2 separate regions of the Sus scrofa genome follow, and region 2 is linked to region 1. A link is a contact called in public HiChIP or PLAC-seq data. All regions are on one chromosome and are shown on one strand. The core of a region is the stretch at or near the end of the contact, and the rest is flanking DNA. Distances in the headings are between cores, read along the strand shown.

Region 1 (6,674 bases), core at 1,949-4,448:
GGACCCATGGCGGGGATGGGGAAGAACGCATCTCTGTTCCACTCACCATGGCCGGAAATGTCCCAAGGCTGAGAGCTGGGATCATCTAAAGGCATGTTTCCTCACAGGGCTGGCAGACAATGCTGGCTATTGGCTCTGAGGCTCTCGCCAAAACACCTTGGCTACTCCACGAGACCTAGGCTTCTCCCAACACAGTGACTGGGTTCCAAGGGAAGGGTCCAGGAAGAATGAAGGTCAGGAGGATTCTGTCTACTCCATACGACCTTGCCTTGGGAATCCCACAGCATCACTTCTGCAGTACTGCTATGTCATCAGGGCAGACTCGAAGCCACTCAAGTTCAAGAGGAAGGAAAGTAGTCTTCACTTCTTGGTAGGGAGAGCCAAGGAGGTTCGGGAGGAACATGCAGACTAGATACATTGCTACAGCCATTTTTGAAAAATAATCCATCACTGATAGATAAACTAGTTTAGGCGTCCAAGGATAGAAACCTTGGTCAGACCAAACTGATAACAAAATAGAAATGTATTAAGAAACCAGTAAGCTTAAAGTTTCAAGCACAGCTGGATCAATTGGCTCAAATAATACAATTGCATCTTTCTGATACTCACTTATTCTTCTCTGTTTCTTGTCTGTGTGTGTGTGTGTGTGTGTGTGTGTGTGTGTGTGTGTCTGTCTGTCTGTCTGTCTTTCCCTTTTCCCCTCAACTGGCTCATTATCCTCTCCAAATGACAGAAGGAAAGATTATTGGCAACTCTAAGTCAACATCTTGATAATTTTTGACACTTAAGGAAGACACTTTCTCTTGCATAACAAATTTCATGGAAGGGCTGAGATTAATTTATTTACTCCTGTTCAATCACTGGGTCTTGGGTCCTGGGAAATGATGTTCCCTAATAGGCCAGCTGAAGGTCTCAAGTCCACCCCAGCAGTAAGTTATTTAACCTCACTGCATTTCAGTTTTCCTACATTTGGAATGGATATTCTGGTAAATGGATGGTAAAAACGACCCCGATTCTCCACTCTCCTGTAACCAGCCAACTGCAATGTGATTTTGTTGACTCCTTTTATCCAGTGGTGGAGTCTATTTTCCCATCTCCTTATTCCAAGCTGGCCAAGAGAAATGGTTCTGTGTTCATTCTGACTCTTTAGCATTTCTGCTCTTTTTCTCTCAGAGCTCTGATACCACTAGAAGGACAAGCTCAGTTTAGACTCTTAAGGGAACAGAGATCATATACAGCAAAGCCAAACCGGCCAGTTTGTCCTGGCCAAGATCACAGAGACATGAAAGAACCCAGCCAAGATCAGCAAAACGAGCCCACGGCTGAGTTTCCAGCTGCCTGCAGAGGCCTGAATGAACCCAGCTAGGAGCCGCGTAAACCTCCCAGACAATCTTCAGACTTGTGCCAATGAGCTTTGCTCACTGGGTGTTTATTCCACAGTATGAAGGACAAAACTGAAACAGAGATAAGAGCAGGCCCTAATGCTCCGCACTGTGTTTAGAACAGTGCCCGGCATCAAATAAGCAGTCAATAAATAGTTTCTATTATTATCCATAATTTGCCAGTACCACATAGAATGAATGTGTTTCCCAGCTTCCTGAAGAAAATGAGATGTCTACCACAAGTTTTGTGAGAGTTTACACAGAATACCAATCTACCACGTTTTTAATAATTTTAACGAGTTAGTAAGAACAAGCCTCAAAAGCTAAGCATAGCCTAAGAATGGAAAATGAGTTGTTTATTGCCAATGCAGTAAAAACGAGCTCCACGATCATGATCTCCAAGCCCTTCACACATCCTGTACAAAGATCTATCAATATCTGATCTACGCCCAGCTACCGTATCACCAATTGGATCAAACATCCAACTTCTTTCAGGAAAAATAGACAGTAACATTCTAATCAAATGATTAATTGTCATTGTTAGCGATATTTATATCAGTTCAAAAGTTGGGACAAGAGAGGGAGTTCCCGTTGTGGCTCAGCAGGTTAAGAACCCAACTAGCATCCTTGAGGATGCGGGTTCGATCCCTGGCCTTGCTCAGTGGGTTGGGGATCTGGTGTTGCTGCAAGCTGCGGTGTAGGTCCCAGATACAGCTCCAGTCTGTGGCATCTGGCACTGTTGTGCCTGTGGTGTAGGCTGGCAGCTGTAGCTCCTATTGGATCCCTAGCTTAGGAACTTCCACATGCTGCAGGTGCAGCCCTAAAAAAATAAGTTGGAACAAGAGTAATTTTATCTGTCCTAGTATTTTCAGACATAATAATTTTATGTCTGAGGCTATTTTCAACTGTGGGATTTTAATGCATTAACTCCAAGAAAACATTATTATACACCTTATCTTTACAAAAACTGGAGAAGCACATGATCATGAGCTTCACTCCTCTCATCAGTGAGTGTGTGTGTGTATGTGTGTGTGTGTGGTGAGTGTATGCGGGGTGGCATTCTTTCATGAACAACCTTCCCTGTCTGTACTCCCTCAGACGAGTTGTTCATCCTCTTAGAAAGCTTCAGGCAAATTCCATAACTTTCCAAACTCCATCTCAGGTAGTAACTTCTCTTTTGAACTCAGTTCCATATTTCCATTCCTGTTTGATTTCGTTTTGCCATCTCGCCATCCTCAATAATTCTAAAGGTGAATTCATCACCTCCTCAGCCATCACCCGCCAAACACATGTACAGTGTTATGTGATCACTCAAGGTAAGTAAGCCTCCTAGTTCCATTTCTTATACATAACAAAAGCAGGATGAAATTATAGTTATGACCAATCTTGTCATAACCCTCGTTCTCCAATTTTGCCTTCAGAATAACCCTGTGGTAAGTATTATTCTCTTACTTTATTGAAGTGGACAATAGTATACCAAGTTGTGTAGACTGTCAAATATAAAAGCACTGGCAGGGTGGACAGGCAGAGCTGCAAATACAGATCAATGAGGTTAATAATCATTGTATGAAGAATGCTAAGTGTGCTGAAACTAAATTTTATGGAAGTGAAGTTTGAGACTTCCTTAATGAAATTAATAGTTAATTAAGCACCAACTATATGCCAGTATCTATTTTAAGTTAATGTTAATATCCTAAGTTACTACTAACTCACTTAATTATTTAAGTCTATTTCTTTAACAGTTTTGTAGAAGACAGCAGTATGAGATCCCATGGGTGAAGTAGCCTGCATAAGGTCAGGTGGCAAAAAGCTAATAATAAATCAGCAATCTGGGATTTGAATGCAGGCCATCTGGCTCCTGAGAAATGTCCCTGCTACATCCTGCTCTCTGAAATGAAGAATAAGGAAGTAATGGAGGGGAGAAGTAACAGTAAATGCCAAGTCATCAAAGTAGGGATAAGTCAATCACACAGGCATGGGGATCAACCAGGTTGTATGGGCTCTGAAGTCACTCCTGGCTGAGAAATCAGATGGAAATGAGGTTGGAAGGATCCGGGATGCAGCAGCAGCAGCAGCAGTAGCGGCAGTAGCAGCAGCAAAGTGGTCATTGAATGTCAGGCTGAGTTGTTCAGATGTCTGGAACCGCCCAAAGGGAACTTGACCCTCTGTATAATTTAATCCGCATCAACGCACAGGCAAATGAACATGTTGAGGAGAAACGCGCTGGTGCATATGGAAGTGGGAGGTAGTTTCTTAATGTGGAGCTAAAACAGTTTGTTTGAAACTGGCAGCATCTCGAACTCAAAATACTTCACATACATCTGTGTCATTGAACTATTTGCAAATGATGAAGAAAGTCACAGGCTGAGGACAGGTGCCCTGGTCACATACCAGCCTTGACCTTATTCTGGAGGGTTAAGTACTGGAAACATGGGATGGCTGTTCCAGAGCTAGCAAGCTGTGTGCTTCCACACCAACTTCAATGCCAGGAGTGCCTTAACTGAACATCTGGCTAATAATACACCTTCCATTTATTAACACACTTACTCACTGCATCTGCTCTGCGCCAGGAAATTACATGGGCCAAGTAATGGCAGCATGATTTCAAATGTTTGCCTCATCACCTACTAACATAATTAAAGAATAACAATCACAGTCGTGGAGAAAATCTTGGTTAACTCTTTTTTTTTTTTTTTTTGTCTTTTTGTCTTTTTAGGGCCGCACCTGCAGCATATGGAGATTCCCAGGCTAGGGGTCTAATGGGAGCTGCACTGCCTGCTTATGCCAGAGCCACAGCAATGCCAGATCCTTAATCCACTGAGTGAGGCCAGGGATCAAACCCGCAAACTCATGGTTCCTAGTCAGATTCACTAACCACTGAGCCACAATGGGAACTCCGGTTAACTCTTTTTTCAAGAACAGTTCTAAACAGAGATACAGAAAATACAAAACCTACTGATAATCTTATGAAAGCAAAACAATAATTCTCAAATATAACAACTTTGATATGAAAGAAAGTATTGCTTTAGCCTATGTACTAGTTGAGTTAGTCTGCTCACTGCACCCACTAAAACAATTTTTAAAAATCTTAAAAGTGATAAGGGTATAACATATACATTAGTATTTTCCTTGATAAAACTGGTTTCAGGAAAGGAAATTTTAGGAGTTCCCTGGTAGCCTAGTGGGTAAAGATTCAGCATTGTCACTACTGTGACTCAAATTTGATCCCTAGCCCAGGAATTTCTGCATGCCACAGGTGCAACAACAACAAAAGAGGAAGTCTTTTCTAACTTTTGCTAAGGCATTTTTAAAGGTGTTTTTAAAAATGCATTGAAAGAATTTTTCGAAAAAAGAGAAAGGGGAACAACTTTACCTTTCTCCTAATCATTTAAAAACTCATAGTCAATCACCTAAGAGTGAGATCCAACTGATGACTAAAATCCAACAGATTAGTCTGAATATTTCTGGTAATGTGAACCTGACATGACCAGATAATAACTGCATTATTTAAAAAAACATTACTAGTATCTACTGAATATTGGCTGATATCACAATTTTCTTATTACTTTCTGGAAAAAAAATTTAAGATACTTTTACCTGCTCTTTTAGGGACTAAACAATTCTATGTGTCACAATTCATGAAAACAGCATTTTTTTTTCATATTTCTAGGTTGTTTGTCAACTGGTGAGCAAACACCCATAATGCTCCTTGGCATCTATCAAAATATTCTGAGTCGCTTGTAACAACAGAGCACTGATCCAGGAAAGTTTAGACATTACTAAGTAAACAGTGCACAGATGTGGGTGCTGAAAAATTAATACCACACCACCTTCTGATAAGCTGTTGCTCCAAAAATGCTTCTGCAAAAACAGCATGAAACAAGCCCAAAGCACAAATAGTCATGCAATCACAACATAAATGAATCATAAAGCATTAAAACAGAAATGTCAAGCTCTGGCATCAGGTACAATTTGTGACAAATTACTCAGCCTCACACCTATTTCTTCATGCCATCTCACTGGTAGAGAGAATACTGGAAGTAAGAGTAACTTGTCACCTGTGAACAAAAAGCAGTTTTAAAATAATGTTTAAATAGTTTTTGATGTTTGTAATCTTCCTTCTTATATCTCAGAAAAAAATCCACTTTCATTCTGAATGTTCAAAATAAGTACTTACTATTCTCAGATAAGATGTTCTAATAAAGTACCAATTTTATCACAAATGAAGGCCACGGGAACCCTAGGAGGTTGCTGCTGACATCTAGTGGCATAATTTTTTCAATGCTAAATGTATCACAAATGTATATCCAGAGAGAGGGGATAGATGTACCACAAACATATGTCTTGCAAAGTCTAGTAGACATCCTATGCTACAAATTATTTGCTTCTGCTCACACCACTCTACCTCCAGTGACTCGCTTCCCCTTCCAAAATAATGCTACTGCTACAAAACTGGAGAAATGAAAACCAACACATCTGTTAAAGCCTTAAGAGAACTGAGTCCCCCAAAATGCCTAGTCCATTACGGAATTGCCCCAATTCCCAAAGGCTCTGCCCCAACCTCAGTAGTCTTAATTTTATCTCAACTTCCCAAATAACCAGAGCCCTTCCCCAAACTCCACACCTAGCATTTAGGTACTTTCAGGGTCATGGTCTAAAGAGACTTGCTTATAGAGCTGGGATATGTTAATTCACATTCATACCCACAAACACACATGCTCACACGGTCACGAAGTATAAAATAATGCCATTTGCAGCAACATGGATGGACCTAGAGATTATCATACTAAGTGAAGTCAGTCAGACAGAAAAAGACAAATACCATATGGTATCACATATGTGGAATCTAAAATATGACACAAATAACCTATCTATGAAATAACAATTGACCCACAGATACAGAGAACAAACTTGTGGTCGCCAAGGGGTGTAAGGGTGTAAGGGAGGAATGGACTGGGAGTTTGGGATTAGCAGATGCAAACTATTATATTATAGAATGGATAAACAACAAGATCCTACTGTATAGCACAGGGAACTATATTCAATAGCTTATGATAAATCATAATGGGAAAGAATATGAAAAGTATATATATATATATACACATATATATATACATAAGACTGAGTCACTTGCTATAGAGCAGAAGTTCACACAGCAGTGTAAATCAACTATACTTCAATAAAACTTTCAAAAAACGGTCATGAACTCCCTGTGCATGAGATTCAATATTTATTGAAAATTTTAAAATAGCTATCAGGGACTGCTTTAATGTTTCCAACCATCCACATGAA
Region 2 (6,776 bases), core at 2,015-4,514, 1.1 Mb before region 1:
GCAATCTGACTAAAGTGAATCCAGTCTCCTAATGTGGCAATATGTCAAATGATAATATGGACGCTCCATGGCTAGTAGCAGATATAGCATTAACACATTCTTGGAAACGGAGCAGACTGAAAAAATGTCAAGGAAATTCTCTAACTCTCAAACTATTACTAAGCCTTTTATTTATTCCCACTACATCTTAGTCAAGCACCATTTCTGTGGACATTCAGCTTACTGCTGTAAACACAGGCAAGCCATTAATTGATCCAATGTGTTGGCAGTTCTGAAGAATCTTTTCAGACAGGGATGAACGATGCCTCTTACTTTGTGTTCGAAGCCGGTGAGTTTGGTTTCACGCCTATGCTCAAAGAAACATGCAAAGGATCCTGCAAAGTCAGCTATCAATCTTCTTGGAGTTTCAAGAACAACAACAACAGAAAAATCTTCCTTCACACTCCCCCCACTGAAGTTTAGATACTAAATATGTTTTCAAAGGTACTCTACATGTCTTAAAATGCTCTTCTACAGACCTCCAAATTCTTCAATATTATAAAGTTTAATTCATGCTCTATGGCTCAAAATCAGAGTACCATCTCTTGCCTACAAAACTCAAGAAACTGTATCAAACGTTCCTCAATGTCTATCCTAACTATTCTAAGAAGTTAACTGCTTCTGCCCCTCTTCAATAACTAATGCACTGCATTGTTTTTGGCCCATGTCTTGGCATTGGACTTCCCCCACCCCACCTGTCTGAGTTAGGTCTCACAAGTTCCTTGTCTAAAACAGCTGGTGTTGAAGACCAGAGGCAAATCAACTTATATTTCCCTAATAGGTGACATGAGCTCTAGGAATGTACCCCCAAGTACCCCGCCCATGTGGCCAAAGCTTGGTACTCCATTTCAATAGCATGACTGTTTATCTTAAAAGCTAGATTTTAATAATGTTTTTGATTAGGAGACTCCAGTCAGAAAACACATCTGCAACTTCTATTCTCTCCTCCTCCCTCCGGATGCCACAGCCTCAACCCAGCAACTCCTCTGGGGAAAGAGGGCAAGGTTCTCCGGGGTACTGAAGCAACAAGCCACCCTGGACTTGAGGTGAGGCTGCTGAACCGAACTGCTTCTGCTGACAAGCCTGGAGAGGACTTGTTGTTCCTACCAGGCCCGGGGAGAGACAGCGAGTTTTAGGGCAGTCATGGATTTCTAGTCCAGGCACCCTGCGACCATTAGGAAAAGCTTATTCTTTCTACCCTGAGAAAAAATTCCATTCTCGCCATAAAGAAAACATTCAGCATATTTAAGCAGGCAAAAGATAATGCAATACTGGAAAAGCCGGCATAACTTTATGGCCACCAGCTCTTCTTGGGTTGTTGTGGGATTGTTATTATTTACCATCATGACCGCCTGTCAGCTTCTCCGGATGACAGCCTGGCAGAGCACAGGATTTTCAGTATTATTTATGACGTGCGTCAACCCAGTGGGTGGCGGGGGTTACTCTTAATCTCCCACGAAGAGCTGAAACCCGACTTGAGCAAGTTAGCAGTGGCAAGCGCCAGCGCTGGTAACCCTACCCACCTCCTGATACACAAACGCCACGCCGGCAGCAGTATACCTGATGCACAAACCCAAGTGCAGAGCTGGGTTATCAGATCTACCGGTTCCAAACAGGTGCCGGGCCGTCACTGGCCTAAAACAACAACCGAGCTCTGTCCCCCGTCCCCCACCTTCCAGATCGGACTCGGAAAAGTTAGTCCAGCACCCCTGGGCCAAGCCTGGTCCGAGTGGCACAAGGCGAAATGGAACACACTCTCTGGTTCCTCCCCGCATCCCATGCAGTTAGCCCACTCTTTGGAGACCCCACGAAGTAACACATAGCAAAACTTAGTAGGTTCAAGGAACAGAAACGCGGCTTTCGCAAAGCACAGACTTTCCAGAAAGGAGCTAGGAGGGAGAGGCGGGCGCTGGGTCCTTCTCGGCGTCTCCATCCTTCTCGGGCTCCCCTCCCCCGCCCCGCGCCCGCCGAGCCTCTTACCTGCGTGGGACATGGTGATGGTCTCGTTGGTGTTGGAGCCCACGTTGAAGATAACCACGGCGGAGGCGTTCTGCAGGAAGGCGTTCCGGATCTTATCCCTGTAGGTGCAGTTGCCCTTGGGGATGAGGGCTATCCAGTTCTTGCCGTGGGCCGGGGCGGCGAACTTAGTGTTGGGGTCGCAGGCCAGGCGGTCGTGGGCCGAGCTGGCCATGACCACCTCCCCGCGGGCGTCCTGCTTGGGCGAGTGCTCCCCGTAGCGCCCGCACTCGGTCTTCTCCGTGTGCAGCTCCGCGGCGAATCCGCCGCCGCCGCCGCCGCCCGCCGCCCCAGCCCCGGGGTCCGGCGCGGGCTCCGCGTAGGTGATGTTCACAAAGGCGGTGTACCATTCCTCCTTCTCGGCCACGGTGAAGTCCAGGCAGAGCAGATGCACGAAACAAAAGGAAAGCAGCCATGTTGAGAGAGCCAGGCTGCGGCACGCTTGGATGAGAGACATTGCCATCTTTATCCGCCGGGTCCCCCTCCCCGCCCCCCGCGCGCTCCCCCCGCGCCGTCCCTCCTCCCTGGCCCTGGCCAACCCCGGGCTGGCCGCTTCTCCTCCTCCTGCTACCGCTCCTGCTCACTCCTGGGCCCGAGGGGCCGTGGCCGGGACGCGCAGCCGCCGCGGGGACCGGATTCCAGGCAAGCGGATGGCTGCGGCCCCTTCCCCTTTCAGCCGGAGCGCGGCGGTTGCATCTCGCTTTGCGGGCGCCGAAAGGGCGCAGGATGAGGGGGCGCTAGGGGCTTGCGACAGAGTCCAGCTGCCGAGCGTCTTGCTCCTTCGCCCGGCTTCTCCTGCTTTCGTAGAGGTGGCAGGGGGCCCAACAGCGTGCCGGGTGGCGGCCTGGCGTCCTGCAGCCCCGGCGGGGGCGGGGGCGGCTGCTTCCAGCCGGAGGTGCCGCCAAGGTGTCCCGGCCGCTGACGCTGAGCGCTCTGACGAGCGGGTCCCGCTCCGGGCGCGGCGGCCGACACTGCTGCGAGTCCCTCTGGCTGAGGGCGCTCCGCTCCTAGCCGCGCTGCTGGCTGCGCCCGGCACACACTTGCCTCGGGAGGGGCCGGCTCGCGGGTAGCGGGAGCAAGCGGCCGGAGAGAAGTACGCCGTCTGCGTGTGTGTGTGTCTGTATATGTTTGTGTGTGTGTCTAGTGTGTGCAAGGAGGAGCTTAGTGTGATGTCAAAGACTGGGCTTCGCGTGCCACGCTCCCTTGGTCTCTCTCTATGGGCAGCAGCGACCCCTGCCGGGTCTCAAATTCAAACCAATCAGCGACTTGGTCCAGGTGGAGGCAAAAAAGGAAGCGCCTCTTGCTTCCTGCGCTGTAAAAGTAGAGAAATGTGTGTGTCAGTTTTCCGAACTGCAGGAGGAACTGCGGTGAGCTCCCTAATTACCCGTCCTAGGGCCAGCGGGTAAGGCTAGTTGGTAGCGAGGTTCTTTCCAGCACCAGGCCCGGACTATCTAGAACAGTGCCTGTCAAGTCGAAGTGTACATCTGCGCCCCCTTTACCCATTCCGTATCTCTGGGGTGGGGCTCCAGAATTTGCTTTTCTAATGAATTTCCCGGTTATGCTGACGCTGCTTATCTAGGAACCACTCTATATTAGGGTGAGTATAGAAATGGGCTTCTTTCTTACCATCTGGCAGCAAGCATGTGACATTTGTTTTCCTATAGAATGAGTGTTTTCTGACTCTATAAGGAAAGAGATCAGGTGAGATATTTCCTCACTACTTATTCTGGTTGTTCTGACTGGTAACAGAGGACTTAGTATCAATAGGCAAAGCAGGTTTGTTTGGGTTATTATTGTCTACAGTGTATTGTCTAGTCTGGCATAGAGATCACAACTAGTCAACAGAGCGTACAGCCCCTCTAGAGTAGTGTTCTTAAAACTGTGATGTAGCATAGGTCTTTACCAACTAATGTTTGACTGGTTGTTATCTTTTCACACGGTCATGTTCCTTAGCTTGAGATACCTGCCCTGTAGTCTCGAAAACAATTTGCTTGATGGTTCATAATCACCCACATTTTACTTCCCAGCTGGCACAGAGCACTCCGAGGACCCACTTCATGATGAAAACAAACGTCCACCTTTTCCCCAGGACTTTAGTGTGTTTACAGAAATCTGTTAATGGCTGTCCATCAGCACAACTGCTCTTTTTCCAGCAGCAGTACAAATAGCTGGTAGCTGTTAGGGGAGAGCAAAGACTCCCAGCTGTACCCAAATTAGAAGCAGGCACAAGAAGAACCACTTAGAGGAATTTGTCCCTATGGTATTGGATGTGCTGGATTTGTGTGTTTCCCTAAACTTAGTCATTTTAGAAAATAGGCTTCTAGGCAATTGGGACAGTGCTTTTTATAGTGCCTAAAACCAAGAAGGTAAAAGTGGAGACTGCCTGGCTGCTCGTTTCTGAACCACCAGAGATCTGAGGGAAGTGTCCTTTGCCTAAAAAAGCCCAGTGAGGTTTTGTACAGATGCCTCACAAACCAAAGTGGTTCCCCATATCTCTCTATCTCTTAGTGATTTTCTTCCAGCCACAAAACTTGGTGAACCTGTGTCATTAAGAATGCATGACTATCCCTGCCCTTTCCTTCCCTTGGAAAAGTTAGAGGCTGAAGAGATGGAAGGATCAAGGAGATTCTTGATCTCCATCCTGCTTGGGAGACTGATTAATTACAGGGGCACTGGGCAAATAAGTGAAATATTAAATATCGTGGGAGCTGGATTTCTTAGTGCTGGAGAAGGAAATTCAAATATGGAATGATAGAAAGCTATTAAAAACCTCGAGGTGTTAGATTGGATCCAAAATGAGTGTGAAATCATGATATATATACCGCAGAGCTATTGTCATTCAGAAGCTAGAAAAAAATGGGCACAGTGGGTGGCCAGAAGATCTAGGTTTCTAAGTACTCTTCTCCATTAAATGGAACCAGGGCTGATTCTAGGGCTTGGGTTGGGAAAGTATGAAGTGATCTTGGAAACTCTTGTAAGAAGTGCTCAAAGCATGATGGAAATATGCAAAAAGGACACATGAGCCAGCTGGAAAGAGCTCCTACTGGTCAAATCTGGGATAAATAGACCACCAAAATAAATAATGATAGTAAGTGATTACAACCTGTTGGATAGAACAGTAGTCCATGAATGTATGCTAATATAAATGGATAAATAATGATGGAGTAAATAAATAAATGAAAAATAAGGGACAGCTCTTCTTTTATGGTTGATGGAAATAGTTAAGTCACCATTTGGCCATGTTGGTTGATTCTGGCAGGTCCTCAGTGGATGTTAAAGCTGGTGGGTGGATGTTTGAGCCAAAGCAGGATATTAACCTAGTCTTAAAGTATCTTCCAAAAAATTCTTATTGATTACAGGGGGGAAAAGGAGACTTCTTTGAAGAGAACCCTGGAAGACACCCAATTGGCCAGGTGATCAAGATAAACATCACCAGGAAGGGATCAAATCATATCAGGTGCCGCCAAACAAAAGTCCATGTGCCCTGCACAGAGTGAGGCCAAACAAACTGAAACATCGGAGTTTGAAACAGAGAAAGATTTATTGCAGGGCCAAGCACGAAGAATGGGTGGCTCAAACTAAAAAACCCTGAACTCCCTGATGGTTTGGGATGAGAAATTTTAAAGGCAAAATTTGGGATGAGGGCTACAGGGTGTGTGTCTTTCTTCTGATTGGTTGGTGGTTAGGGAACAGTTGGTACTCTAGGAATCCTGTGCTCAGCCTGAAATTACCATTCTTCCTGGATGAAGGCCTTAGATCCAGCAGAAGGACTCAAAGATATTGTTATATATATTCCTGGAGGAGGAACAAAGAATGCACCCTAAGGCTGCACTATTTCTTGACTGCCCCTTCCTCATTTCTGCTTTCCCTCCCTTCCCTGATCAGCAACTGTTTGAACAACGTTTGGAGCTCAGGGAAGGTCAAGGAAGCTGAATGAAGCCTATTTCCTACAAACAAGAAATGGGGGACACAGAAAGGATTTGGATCTTGGAGTCGCACAGGGTCCTGCTTGGTGTCAATGATGTGATGTGCTGAGCAGAGCACGGCATCTTTCCTGTTACATCCTGCTAAGAATGAGTGTGGACGTGGAGAAACATTGGATGGACACAGGGTGAGAAGCATCTTACAAAATGAAAGGTCTGTACTCTTTAAAACTCTTAAGTTTACATGAGACAGAGAAAGAAAAATCAATTGGTCTTAAGAGGCATGACAACTAAATGCAATAAACAATCCTGGGTTGGCTCCTGGACCAGACAGGAAAACAAACACGTGTCCAAAATTGAATGGAGTCTGTTGATTAGATGGGAGTGTCCTACAAGTGCCGATTTCCTGATTTGTGTCATGGTCTGTGCGCCCAGGTCAGAAAAAAGAATTTTCCAGCATGGCAAGGTGAAAAGAAAGAGGAGTTTCTTGAGATAAGAGAAGGGGCACTGCTAACACAGCAGGATGAATTCCCGACAATCAGGAAGAGCCGACCCCTGGTGCATGGTTGTATCTGTTTTTATAGCTCAGGGAGAGGAGAGATCTTATGATACACTTGCTGACCTGCTGATTAGTTGGGGAAAGAGGGTCTTTAGATACACTTGCTGGTTGGTTGGGGGCTGATAAGGGTTCTATAGGAGTGAGGTGAGAAGTGGGCCCCATACTTGTCCCAGTAGGAGGCAGGAAGGAGTAGACCAGGTTGCTAAAGGTGGGAGAAGGGGCATTAAAATGAGACTGGT

Evidence for each region. HiChIP or PLAC-seq counts read pairs in DNA pulled down with a chosen protein or histone mark.
Region 2: an H3K27ac HiChIP or PLAC-seq map of skeletal muscle shows a contact between it and region 1, with 5 times the contacts expected there. The contact joins the promoter of RNF150 here to the enhancer-like site in region 1. A contact is called at or near these places in 7 of 47 Hi-C or Micro-C datasets (embryonic fibroblasts, mesenteric adipose tissue, omental adipose tissue and 2 more) and 1 of 2 datasets of contacts at active chromatin or transcription factors (skeletal muscle).

The regions. Positions count from the first base shown.
Region 1 is chr8:84,945,290-84,951,963 of Sscrofa11.1, reverse strand. The region is part of intron 2 of INPP4B (type II inositol 3,4-bisphosphate 4-phosphatase); the gene reads right to left. Among named protein-coding and RNA genes, the nearest start is that of INPP4B, 140 kb to the right of the region's middle. Within about 2 kb of position 3,198, at least 1 of the 83 cell types and tissues checked has an H3K27ac peak or open chromatin away from gene starts, as enhancers often do. A contact at or near this core is called in skeletal muscle, where this site is marked.
Region 2 is chr8:86,084,426-86,091,201 of Sscrofa11.1, reverse strand. It overlaps RNF150 (RING finger protein 150), which reads right to left and starts at 3,264. Exons shown (of 8, transcript XM_021101554.1): 1 at 2,020-3,264. The coding sequence starts at 2,518. It overlaps LOC106504720 (a long non-coding RNA gene), which reads left to right and starts at 5,969. Exons shown (of 4, transcript XR_001298412.2): 1 at 5,969-6,192.